Linked DNA regions of Mus musculus: region 1 is linked to region 2. The links are chromatin contacts, called in public HiChIP or PLAC-seq maps. All regions are on one chromosome and are shown on one strand. Each heading gives the region's core, a stretch centred on a gene start, on an enhancer-like site or on the middle of the called end of the contact. The rest is flanking DNA. Distances are from core to core; before and after follow the strand shown. Region 1 holds the start of Slc37a3 (solute carrier family 37 (glycerol-3-phosphate transporter), member 3). Region 2 overlaps Gm26008 (a long non-coding RNA gene).

Region 1 (5,933 bases), core at 3,197-5,696, 93 kb after region 2:
ATAGGATTCTTTATTTTCTTTATGTCCCCCTTTCTCTGAGCTTCCACACCCAGCCCATTACTAAATACCTTTTTACCTCTGAACTTAATCCCCCTGTCTCCGCCCTAAGAAGACCTGCCCTGATCTACCACCTGTCTGCTGTAACAGGATTCTTCTCCCTATATGACCTCACTCACAAATAATTCCTCACACATTAGCAAAAGTACATTTTACAACACCGATCGTACCATCAGGCAGGGTGGAACACATGTAAACACAGCACTTAGGAGCCTGAGGCAAGATTATTGATTTTTAAGGTCAGCCTGAGCTACACAAAAGGACTCTTATCCCCAAAACACATAAATCAAGGGCTAGAATCCAACATAATGGTAGTATGCTGACCTAGTGACACACACCCCATTTATCTCTAGCACCCCCTCCTCCCTAAAAAAGATGGGTGGTAAATCAACCTCTGTTTAAAACCTGTGATGGCTTTCCAAGAGACATTAAAAAACCAAACTCTGTGCAGAGCCTTCTCAGCCTGTCTGTCTTTGTCCCTTGAAGGAAATGAGTCTGATTCCGGGATAGGGAACAGCTGGGGATGGTAGGAGTCTGCCTGAGCTGGAAAGGCTGAGGGTTGGTAATAAACAAGCCAGGCAGCTGTGTTAGCTGTCCCATCATGTGACAAATGCCTGATGCAAATGAACTAAGAGAAGAATATATATTGGCTCACAGCTTCAGAGACATCAGTCCGTACTTGGTTGTACGGACTCTGGGCCTATGACCGGCCGGTGTTCTGGATGAAAGGTGGGTAAAGATGCTCACTTCACGGCAGCCGAGGAAACAAACGGAGCAACAAAGGGCAGGCAAGGGCAGGCCCATCACCTCCTAACAGCCTGTGTAGTATGAACTCATCAGTAGCTTCGCCCACTGATGAAGTTAGCATTCTAGTGATCCAATCACACACAACAGCAAAATGAGCTTTGCAGGATGACGCCTCCCATCCAAACTACACAGCAGAAGATCAGAAGGTATAGAACAGCAGACAGTGAGGACGAAGCCTCCCTCTGTCTCCAGGTACCTTGTCTGAGCAGTTCCTTTCCTGTCTTGGGGATTCTTCTGCATCTCCCCATCCACCACAGGCAGAGCCCCTTCATGCCTCCGAGCACAGAACACACAATGTGGTACTTTTTCTTCTTCTCTGCGGCAGTGTGCTGATTCACCCACCTCTGCTTCTTCAGAGGCACTTTCTCGGCACCTGCCACCTGCTGCTTCTAGGCATGTGCAGTTGCCATTATGTGAACATTACGTCACCAGTCCCATCCTGGGCAGCTGAGTTCCCAGTCCTCTGTCAGGCCATAATCTACTCTTTGTCCCCTTCCCTCCACTCCGTCCCTCTACCTGCACCCATCTCTAATCCCTGAGCCTGCCAAGCCTTCTCCTCTAGGCCTGTGTGCATCTCCTCTTGGTTCTTTGCAATAGCTTGCTCCTCCCTTTCTTGGCTCATTTCTCAGATGTCACCTCCCTAAGTAGCTGCCCAGACAACTCATCAAATATAGTTCCCCTTGGGGCCAGGTATGTGGTGATGAACATTTTAATCCCACAAGAGTGAGCAGAACTGAGTGTATTTGACAAGGTCAGCCTGCTCTACAAAGCAAGTTATAGGCCTGTCAAGGCTTCACAGTGAGACCCTTTCTTAGATAGACAGACAGACAGAATGTTCCATTAACAGGATACTGTGTCACACTGACCCACCTGGAAGTAAGAAGACTGTTTGAGGGCTGGCGAGATGGCTCAGCGGGTAAGAGCACCGACTGCTCTTCAGAAGGTCCTGAGTTCAAATCCCAGCAACCACATGGTGGCTCACAACCACTCGAAATGAGATCTGATGCCCTCTTCTGGTGTGTCTGAAGACAACTACAGTGTACTTACATAAGAAGAAGAAGATGACGACGACTGTTTGAGCACCCAAATAGAGAGAGCACTTGCCTGCATACAAATGTAAAAGCCCTGGGTTCAAGTCCCAGTACAAATAAATAAATTCTATTCCCCATTTCTGTTTCTTTAACGATTTGCATGTTTATTGTTCATCTATAAACCCCATTTTAAAAACCAGTGGCTTTCTCTGTTCTAAGTCCACAGTGTCCCCAGAGCTCTTGGACAGAGGGAAAAAAAAACCTTTGTCAATGATTTATTTAGTTGAATGCCTATAAGGCACCAGGAAACTGATAGGTACTTTGCAAATATAGTCATAGTCAGCTCTCTGCATATTTTTCAGATGTGTAAATGGAAAAGAGAAAACACCTCAGGCTTTGTAAAACCTGATAATTAGAATTACCTCTTGAATTACAGCTTAATCTCTCTGGTATGTAGTTTGGGATGGGAAAAGTCCAACTTATAAACAAATGTGGCTCCCTAACATCCTCAAATGTACAGAGCTGGCAATCATCTGGCTCCCAAGGGTCTGATTTTTACATGTACGAAGTAAAAGGATAACCTGTACTCAGAGTGCTGGTCTGTAGGCAAGCACTTGACCGCTGGGTGAGTCTGGCCCTTTCACAGTTCTGCATACGCTGGCTATCACTTGTGTGCCAACCAACGCTCACACATACACAGTATCTTTCTGATCTCTCATCATCTAACTAGAAGCTATTCACTGATACCAGATACATCTTTTCTCTTTCCAAGACTCGAGTCTTCCCAGGTGTATACTCCTATAATCCCAGCAGGGAGATTCCAAATGTGAGAGAATATGAGGCCAGCCTAGATTACAGAGCTGCAAAGCACACATTCATTTGAGAGCCTGCTTTAAAAGCATGGTCTAGCCGGGCAGTGGTAGTGCATGCCTTTAAGCCCAGCACTTGGGAAGCAGAGGCAGGTGGATTTCTGAATTCGAGACCAGCCTGGTCTACAGAGTTTCAGGACAGCCAGAGCTATATAGAGAAACCCTGTCTCAAAAACAAAACAAAACAACAAAAAACGCATGGTCTAGTTCAGTGGTAGAGTGCTTGACCAGCACCCATGGCACCTGACTACCAACCCTAGCACTCCAGAGACAGGAAGATTAGAAGGTCAAGGACATCTTCAGTTACACAGGGAGATGGTGATTACCTGGACTATTCGACACTTGTCCGTGCACTTGCTCGCTCTCTCTCTCTCTCTCTCTCTCTCTCTCTCTCACACACACACACACACACACACACACACACTTTTTCTTAAAACTGCCGCATTACCACAGATGTTAAGGACTTAGCTAGCTGTTTCAGGGTTCCTAAAACCACATCCATTTATACCAGGGTTCCTAAGGCCAACTTCTCCCTATTTTCTTTCAAAGACAACTACTTTCTCCTCTGCCCTTCAGACAAAGCCCTAATCGTGCCAGTTATCACTGCAACAACAGCATGTCATCCTCACTTGAGGACCAGGCACTCATCCAAAACCTTAAACAATGAGCACTGAACTGCTCCTGAAAAACAGAGAACTCTGACACTAAAGGTCAAGTCCATTTACTTCACTTCTTTCCTCACTTAAGGATTAAATGAAAGGATTTACTGTGTGTTTAGGGCAGACTCTGTTTTACTTACAAGGAACATCTGGCAAGTGGCAAAAGAATAATTCAACTACCACAGTAGTCGAGGTGTTCTCTTCATCAGTGATTGTTTCGTAAACAGAAATGTGAGTGAAGACATCAAGCAATGGCTAAAGAGGCTCGCCCTGGCAACTAGGTATCCTCTAAACATTTCAGTAAAATATCACGGCATCGCTTAACATATTGCAGAAAATGTTAAAAGTGGACACATCCCCATTGTCTTATCAAAATTAAGAACAGGCCACACTCTACAAATAAGAACAACCAAAGTCTGACATTCGAATAAGAAGCAGAGCCGAATTCCCTGAGGTCGTGGCAGTTACTCGAAAACAAACCCCTAGTTTTTCCACGAAGTCAATTCTCCCTCTGACCTCCGTGCATCCTATCCAAACGCCTCCCACCCTACCTGAAACGTGGCCCTCCTCTTGCTAAACCATGAACCCTTTCCTTGGGTTTCATTTTCTTCCGTTCAAACGTCCCATGAGCCAAGATCGGTGGGCCGAGGGGAACAAGTACCCCCTACCCGGGAGGTCTGCGTGGGCTGGGCTGGGCCACCTTCCCTCTCTGGTGTCTGGTGTCCTCCTCCCTCTGCGGTGCACACAGCCTCGGGACTGCACAGCGGCAGCACCAGGAGCTCCGGTGGGGTCCCGGTGGGGGTCTGGTGGGGGCCAGCTGCCAGCGGCGCCCGAGCCGCCACACCCACCAGCTGTCCGCGCTTCCCACGCCCGAAGCCCACCGCGCGCCCAACCCGGCCAGGACCCCAAGCACCCGAGCGCACGCAGGCTCGCACCTGAGACCCGCCGAAGAACCCGCTCCGCTAGACTCCGCTCCCGCCGCCCCCGCCGCCACCTCACCCAGCGGGATGTGGCCAGAGCTTCCGGACGCTCACGTGACCTCGGGGACAGGTGCATGCCGGGAGCTGTAGTCCGCCAGTGCCGCTTTACCTGCGAGCTGTAAAGTCCACTGGTTGGGTTTAACTGAGCTCCTGCAGGAAGGGACTAGGTCCAGAAATGTTAGCGGAGAAAAGCAACGAGTGAGAGATATCATTTGAGAAGAACCGATAGGCTGACCATTTTTTCAAGAGGAGGCGTTATTCTGTTTTAGACTCTTGTTTAATTAAATGCAGTTGTCCATATAGGTAGGAATAGTCATTCACCTGTTTGTATTCACAGCTCTGCACCCCATTGCCATTGCACCAAAATAAATAGTTCGTATTAAGATCCCCAGCAGCGTAGCTGGAAAGATGATTAAATACATACATATGTACGTACATACATACATCTGTGCATTTTTTTTTTTAAAAAAGATTTATTTATTTATTATATGTAAGTACACTGTAGCTGTCTTCAGACACTCCAGAAGAGGGCGTCAGATCTTGTTACAGATGGTTGTGAGCCACCATGTGGTTGCTGGGATTTGAACTCTGGACTTCGGAAGAGCAGTCGGGTGCTCTTACCACTGAGCCATCTCACCAGCCCACATCTGTGCATTTTTAAAAATGGAACTGTAGAGGGCTGGTGAGATGGCTCAGTGGGTAAGAACTGCTCTTCTGAAGGTCCGAAGTTCAAATCCCAGCAACCACATGGTGGCTCACACCATCAGTAATGAGATCTGACTCCCTCTTCTGGAGTGTCTGAAGACAGCTACAGTGTAATTACATATAATAAAAATAAATAAATCATTTTTTAAAAAATGGAACTGGAGAGACGGCTCAGCAGTTAAGAGCAGTGACTGCCCATCTAGGAGACTTAGATTTGGTTCCATGGTGACTCACACTCTAGTTCCAGAGGACCTGACACCCTCATCTGGCCTCCGTGAACATGACACACACAGAGACATACAAAAACACATAAATAAAAATAGAAAGGGGGAGAGGAAGACGTGGAGGAGGAGAAAGAGGAGAGAAGGAAGATTCCCGTGCTACCACCCAGTTTCCTCTTTCAGGGCATCCAAGGCCAGGTAGTAAGAACGCTTCCACCCGGCGCACGCCTTTAGTCCCAGCACTCGGGAGGCAGAGGCAGTCGGATTTCTGAGTTCGAGGCCAGCCTGGTCTACAAAAGGCACTCCTGGACCTGGGTTCATTTCACAGTTAATCTTATGTCTTCGGTGACATCCACCAAACTCTTCTTGACTTACAGACCAGCTTTTAGCTAAACTTTACTAAAACCCTGAAGGGTTTTGGTTAGGAAAACTGAAGCCACAGCAATAGACCCAAGATCCCCCAGCAGAGGAGACGCTGGAGTAATGAGCTAATGCAGAAAGTCTTAGGGTCACCTAAAAGTAACTCAGCAGCCCCAAACACAGTTTATTATTTGTTTGTTTTACAGCTTAGGTGCACACCGTAAGGGGGCGGGGGCTGGAGAGC
Region 2 (5,381 bases), core at 967-3,466:
CCACTTCCTGCTCGCTGTAAGGTGGATGATGGCCTCCAGCTTACAGCTGGTTTTATCCTCACCACAGGAAAGCACAGGAGAATTTGAACTTTGCCTCATCTAGACTCTCACTCCCGTGAGAGAGCCGAGCCTTATTTTAACTCGGTGTAGACACTGGTGAGTGAGTCTTTTACTTGTATGTGAGAAGACATGTATCATGTGTGGGTAACATACTGGAAACACATCTTCTCACAGTGCTGAAGTGTGGAAATCTAAGATCATGCGTCAACAGACTAGCTTCTTCTGAAGCCTCGTGTTGCCTTTGAAGGTGCCCATCTTCTGGTGTCTTCTCGTCAGTGTGTGTAACTGAACATAGTGGATTCAATTCTTGGTGAACTCTAAACCAACACAGGGATGGCCAGGAGAAGAGTGGAGACAGACAGGTTTATTATTACCTTGACCACTCTGAAGGCAGGCACATCCCTGAAGATGCTCGATTTAAGAGATGCATGATCTTCATTATTGAACATGCTCAGCTTAGGTTTATAGTTCAAGAAGGGCACATTTGGGCTGGAGAGATGACTCAGAGGGTAAGAGCACTGACTGTTCTTTCGAAGGTCCTGAGTTCAAATCCCAGCAACCACATGGTGGCTCACAAACATCTGCACAGCTACAGTATACTCATATACATAAAATAAATAAATAAATAATTTAAAAAAAAAAAAAAGAAGAAGGGCACATCCTTGGGTATGCATTCTAAACATGGAACACATGTTCTAAGTGGTGTGGGCTGGAGAGAGGGTGCAGTGATAGGAGCACCTTTGCTCTTCTGGAGGACCTGAGTTTGGTCCCCAGAACCCACATCAGGTGGCTTACAACTGTCACATCTGTAACTCCTGCTCCAAGGGGGTCCAACTCTCAAGGTGTGTGCACTCACAAGTGCAAACACACACAAACACACAATTAAAAATAATGAAAATAAGCCAGGCATGGTGGTGCATACCTTTGATCCCAGCACTTGGGAGGTAAAGGCACGTTGATCTCGGTGAACTCAAGGACAGCCTGGTCTACACTGAATTCCAGACCAACTTGTGCACCCTCTGAGCCTCTTGTTGTTGTTGTTGATGATGATGATAATGAAAAATGATGTGTTTTCCCAGACCTGACATTGCTCTCCCCCAGGGTCTATACCCACTTACAGACTCACTTAGAGTGCCCATGATCCTCTGACTCCATCTGTACTTTAGACAGGTGTTGATATAAAAATATTCAAATACATGAAACTGTTGCAGCCAGGTGTGGTGTTACATGCTTGTAATCCCAGCACTGGGAAGGCAGAATCGAGAGGATCAGGAGACCAAGGCTGGCCTCAACTCCTTAGCAAGTTGAGGGCAGGACTTGGAACTCCTTAACCTCTACAGCAGCGTGAGCCAGTTCTAGAGCGTCAACCTCCTTCTCTGTAGACATACACATCATTGGTTCTCTTTTCTGCAGAGCCCAAACAATACAGAAACCACGGGGCTCACTTCACACTCTGGTCTTGGTTAAGAAATTAAGGTGCTAAGATTAAGATTAACTGCTTGAGGCAAGAATGTTTCACATCCGGTGACATCAGGGAGATAACAATGTCTTTACAAATGATGGTAAACTGGTCACCTGATCACAAATATTTACTTTATAAAGTTACTTTTCCCCCCAAGTGGAATTTTCCACTGAGGGAAATTTCCAAAATTCAACTTGGATGGAATTTTGGCACCATGAAAACGTCCTTCCTTTCAGGTCCTTCCCCCGGCCGGCCGTGTTGGTACTCATTAACAATGCTTGCCTGAGTCATTCCTTTCATTGGTTTCCCTCCCAGTAATTTAAACTTCTGAAAGCTCACCCTCCCCATAAGACAACAGCACATGACAAGCTTGCCATCTGCAACATATAAATACAACATGAAGCCAAAGCCTTCATCCTCAGAAGACTTTCTGTGTCCTACAAAAATCTTCTACTGTTCCATCAGTAGAGAGGGATCAGGCCTGGGGTCCTGGAGCTAAGAAAGTAGACTACTAGAGAGCATTTTTGGTATCTATGACTGTGTCACTGAAAGAGAAGAACAGAACCATGAAAGACACACCAAGGGGCAGTCAAGGTTGGGAGATCTCAGTGGTAGCAGGATCTGTGGGAGGAAGTGCCGAATGCAGAGCTCCTGTAGGAGCGAGACTAGCAGAGGGTGAGACCCTGTGAAATTCTAGAGCTAGTCCTCTAGGGGGATACCTCTGTCCTTCTCTGGAACACCTGGGAGAGAGTAAGCGCCCATGATTCGCCAAAGAATAACACCCAGACTCAAACAGTATGTAAATGCAAACTGTGTTTTATTCTACAGAAGTCCAGGATGCTGGAGTTTCCCCCACTACCAAGACAGAGAGACACCCAAGTGAGTTTGCTGGCCTGATTTAAAGCACATTAAGAAGAAATTCTGGGGTAGGTGACCTCTATGTTAATCTGTTGGGTCCACTACAGACAGTTCATTTCTGGGGTGTGGGAGCTGGAAACTTGCTGAGGAAGTCTGGAAACTGCTGCTGACCCATTGTCCTTGCCTCAGGCCAGGTGGCTGGGCAGCTTCTGAGGCCTGGACTTGCCCGGACTTGCCCAGTTCTTGGAAACAGAGATTTAGGCCTAGTCTCCTTAACTGCCAAGTTGAAGGCTATCATGGAATTGGCCTAGCCTTCTCAAGAGTGGAGCAGGGACTTTGTGAGCAAGGTTTATTAGACAGTTTAAGGGAAAGCAAATGAAACCGAATGCTCCAGGGGTCGCCTCAGATTCCAACCTAGCTGGCAGGAGAGGTAAGGGCTTCTAGAAGCCAAGGAAGGTCAACAAGTCACACATCAAGTAGGACAGACTTGGCACTCTAGAGGCAGAAGCAGGAGGATTGCTGTAACTTTAAGGCCAATGTCTTACACACAGTAAGTTACAAGCCATTTTAGGCTACAAAGCAAGACTCTGTCTCAAAATAACATAAGAAAGCCAGGTACAGGGGTGCATCCCTATCATCCCAGCACTTGAGAGGCAAAGGCAGGGTTGTTTCTAGTTCAAGACTAACTTAGACTACAGAGTGAGACCTTGTCTCAAAAACCAGAACAAACAAAACAGAATGAGTGGAGGAGACATGGTAACACAGGCCTGTAATCCCAGTGCTTGACAGATGGAGGTAGGAGGAGCAGGTGCTTAAGGCCAGCCTTGGCTACATAGTGAGGTCAAGGCCAGCTGGGGATACGTGAGACTCTGTCTCAGTGATGATGATGATGATGATGAAGGAGAAGAGGAGGAGGAGGAAAGCTAGGGATGCAGCTTGGTTGGCAGAGTGCTTGCTTAGCATGAGACCCTGGGTTCTATTCTTAGCACAGCATAAAACCAGTAGTAGTAGTACATGCCTGTAAACCTGGCACTCAGGAGTTGGAGGCAGGAGGATTAAAAGTTTAAGTAAATTCAAAGCCAGCCTAGGCTACATAAGACTCTGTCTCAACAAGCGAAAGGAACTAAAACAAGCAAAAACCAAACCAAGCAACAACATAAACAAACAAAACAAGGAAGGGCAAGGGGGATGGAGGTAACAACAGAACCATACAATGCATTTAGAGGGACAGTGAGCCATTCTAGGAGTCCTGTTAACACCTTTTACAGGAAAGCAGGTTTCTGTGCTCAGGTCCCAGAGTGGGGCTGAGGCAGGGCTCCAAGGTGAGTTGGCAGTCCCTGACTCACAGCACACAGATTTTGGAGCCCCAAAGGGCCTCAGGCTGGCGTTCAGGCTCCACATGACTCCTGCCCCTTCCAGGGCCCTCTTCCGGTGGCTGCCAGCAACTCTGCTTCCCCTTTACCTTAGCATCTGGGCACCTGGAAGAGATTAGGCTCTGGCAACCCTGCAGGGCCCTTTGTGCATTTCCTCTTCTACAAGATTGGGGGGGGGGGGGAACGGGGCGCCGGGGGGGGGGGGGGGGAGAAGAATCAAAATGAGATCAGTTCCAGCACAGAGATCCATGTAAAATTGACAGAGAAGAGTCCATTTATCACTATACGAGGCTTTTCCTGTTTTGAGCCTGACCTGTTCTTGGCAGACTCCCCGCTCCTGTTTCATCACACCAGAGGCCCAGGACAGGCTTTTAACCCTCTCTCCTCCCGCTCCCAACTGTTCCCTGCCCTGCTCCTGAGGGTAGGGACACAAGAATGAATACGGTCCTCTGGGACAGTTAAGGCTGGAGAGATGACCAAGCCACTTGCAGTCCCACTTTCTACTCTGTCATCTCTGCATTCTCACCCTCCTCTCTTTCCGTGGTGACATTTGGTGGAGGTGGGGCAGAGGGGTGCAGCCACCTGCTACTAGCCTCCCCTGTGTTTTCAGAGGCCTGGGCTGCGGGTTACAAAGAGCTGTCAGATCAAGTTCAAACCAAACACCTGGCCCAGCCTGACCTGCTCAGGAAATCAATAGGGGCACCGGCCATGAAATGAGAGGTGAATAATGACACTTCCAGGTTGCCCTGCAAAACCGGTGGTGACAAGCTCATTTCACTTCTGCATGGTTAACTCATGATTATACCCTGACCACACAGCACAGAAGGAATAGTGCCTCTCCCTGACCCCTAATCCCTAACGTGGCTGTATTTGGAAACAGATCCCAGAAGGTAAAAAGGGAAAGCCTGAGGCTGCAGAGATGGCTCAGTAATTTAAATGCTGTGTTTCTCTTACAGAGGACCTGAGTTCAGGATTCCCAGCACCCACTCTGAGCAGCTCATAGCTGTCTGGAACTCCAACTCCAGAGGATCCCACACCCTCTCCTGGGCTCCTAGAACACCTGTGCGTGCGTGTATGCACGCACACACACACACACACAAATACAAACAGACAGACAGACAGACATTAATTATTTAATTAATTTAATAATCAGGGCCTGGAGAGATGGCTCAGTGGTATTAGGCACATTTGCTGCTCTTGCAGAGAGCCTTTCAGTTCCCAGTGCCCGCAGGGCGGCTTACAACCAGAAGTAACTCCATTTCCATGGTAACTGATGACCTCTTCTGACTGCCCAGATCACCAGGCATTTCAGGTAAAATACTCATATTCATGAAAATAAATGTTTCTTTTCTTTTAAGATTTAGTTATTTATTCTATACATATAAGTATATCACCATTGTTTTCTTCAGACACACCAGAAGAGGGCACCAGACCCCATTTCAGATGGTTGTGAGCAGCCATGTGGTTGCTGGGAATTGAACTCAGGACCTCTGGAAGGGCAATCGGTGTTCTTAACCGCTGAGCCATCTCTCCAGCCTGGAAACAAATGTTTTTAAATGTTTAAGTAGTGAATGAGCAGCCCAACACCAAGTGAGAGCCCCAGAGCCCTGACCCTACAGGACAGGGCA

The links. HiChIP or PLAC-seq counts read pairs in DNA pulled down with a chosen protein or histone mark.
Region 1: an HNF4G HiChIP or PLAC-seq map of pancreatic cancer cells shows a contact between it and region 2. The contact joins the promoter of Slc37a3 here to the enhancer-like site in region 2. A contact is called at or near these places in 2 of 39 promoter capture datasets (embryonic stem cells and stem cell-derived epiblast-like cells), 1 of 15 datasets of contacts at CTCF or cohesin (the NIH/3T3 cell line), 1 of 484 Hi-C or Micro-C datasets (uterus), 3 of 115 datasets of contacts at active chromatin or transcription factors (embryonic stem cells and pancreatic cancer cells) and 3 of 9 other capture datasets (adipose tissue, liver and pancreatic islet).

Annotation. Positions count from the first base shown.
Region 1 is chr6:39,373,261-39,379,193 of GRCm38.p6, forward strand. It overlaps Slc37a3 (solute carrier family 37 (glycerol-3-phosphate transporter), member 3), which reads right to left and starts at 4,447. Exons shown (of 15, transcript NM_028123.3): 1 at 4,359-4,447.
Region 2 is chr6:39,282,450-39,287,830 of GRCm38.p6, forward strand. The region is part of intron 2 of Gm26008 (a long non-coding RNA gene); the gene reads right to left. Among named protein-coding and RNA genes, the nearest start is that of Gm26008, 14 kb to the right of the region's middle. Within about 2 kb of position 2,217, at least 35 of the 459 cell types and tissues checked have an H3K27ac peak or open chromatin away from gene starts, as enhancers often do. A contact at or near this core is called in pancreatic cancer cells, where this site is marked.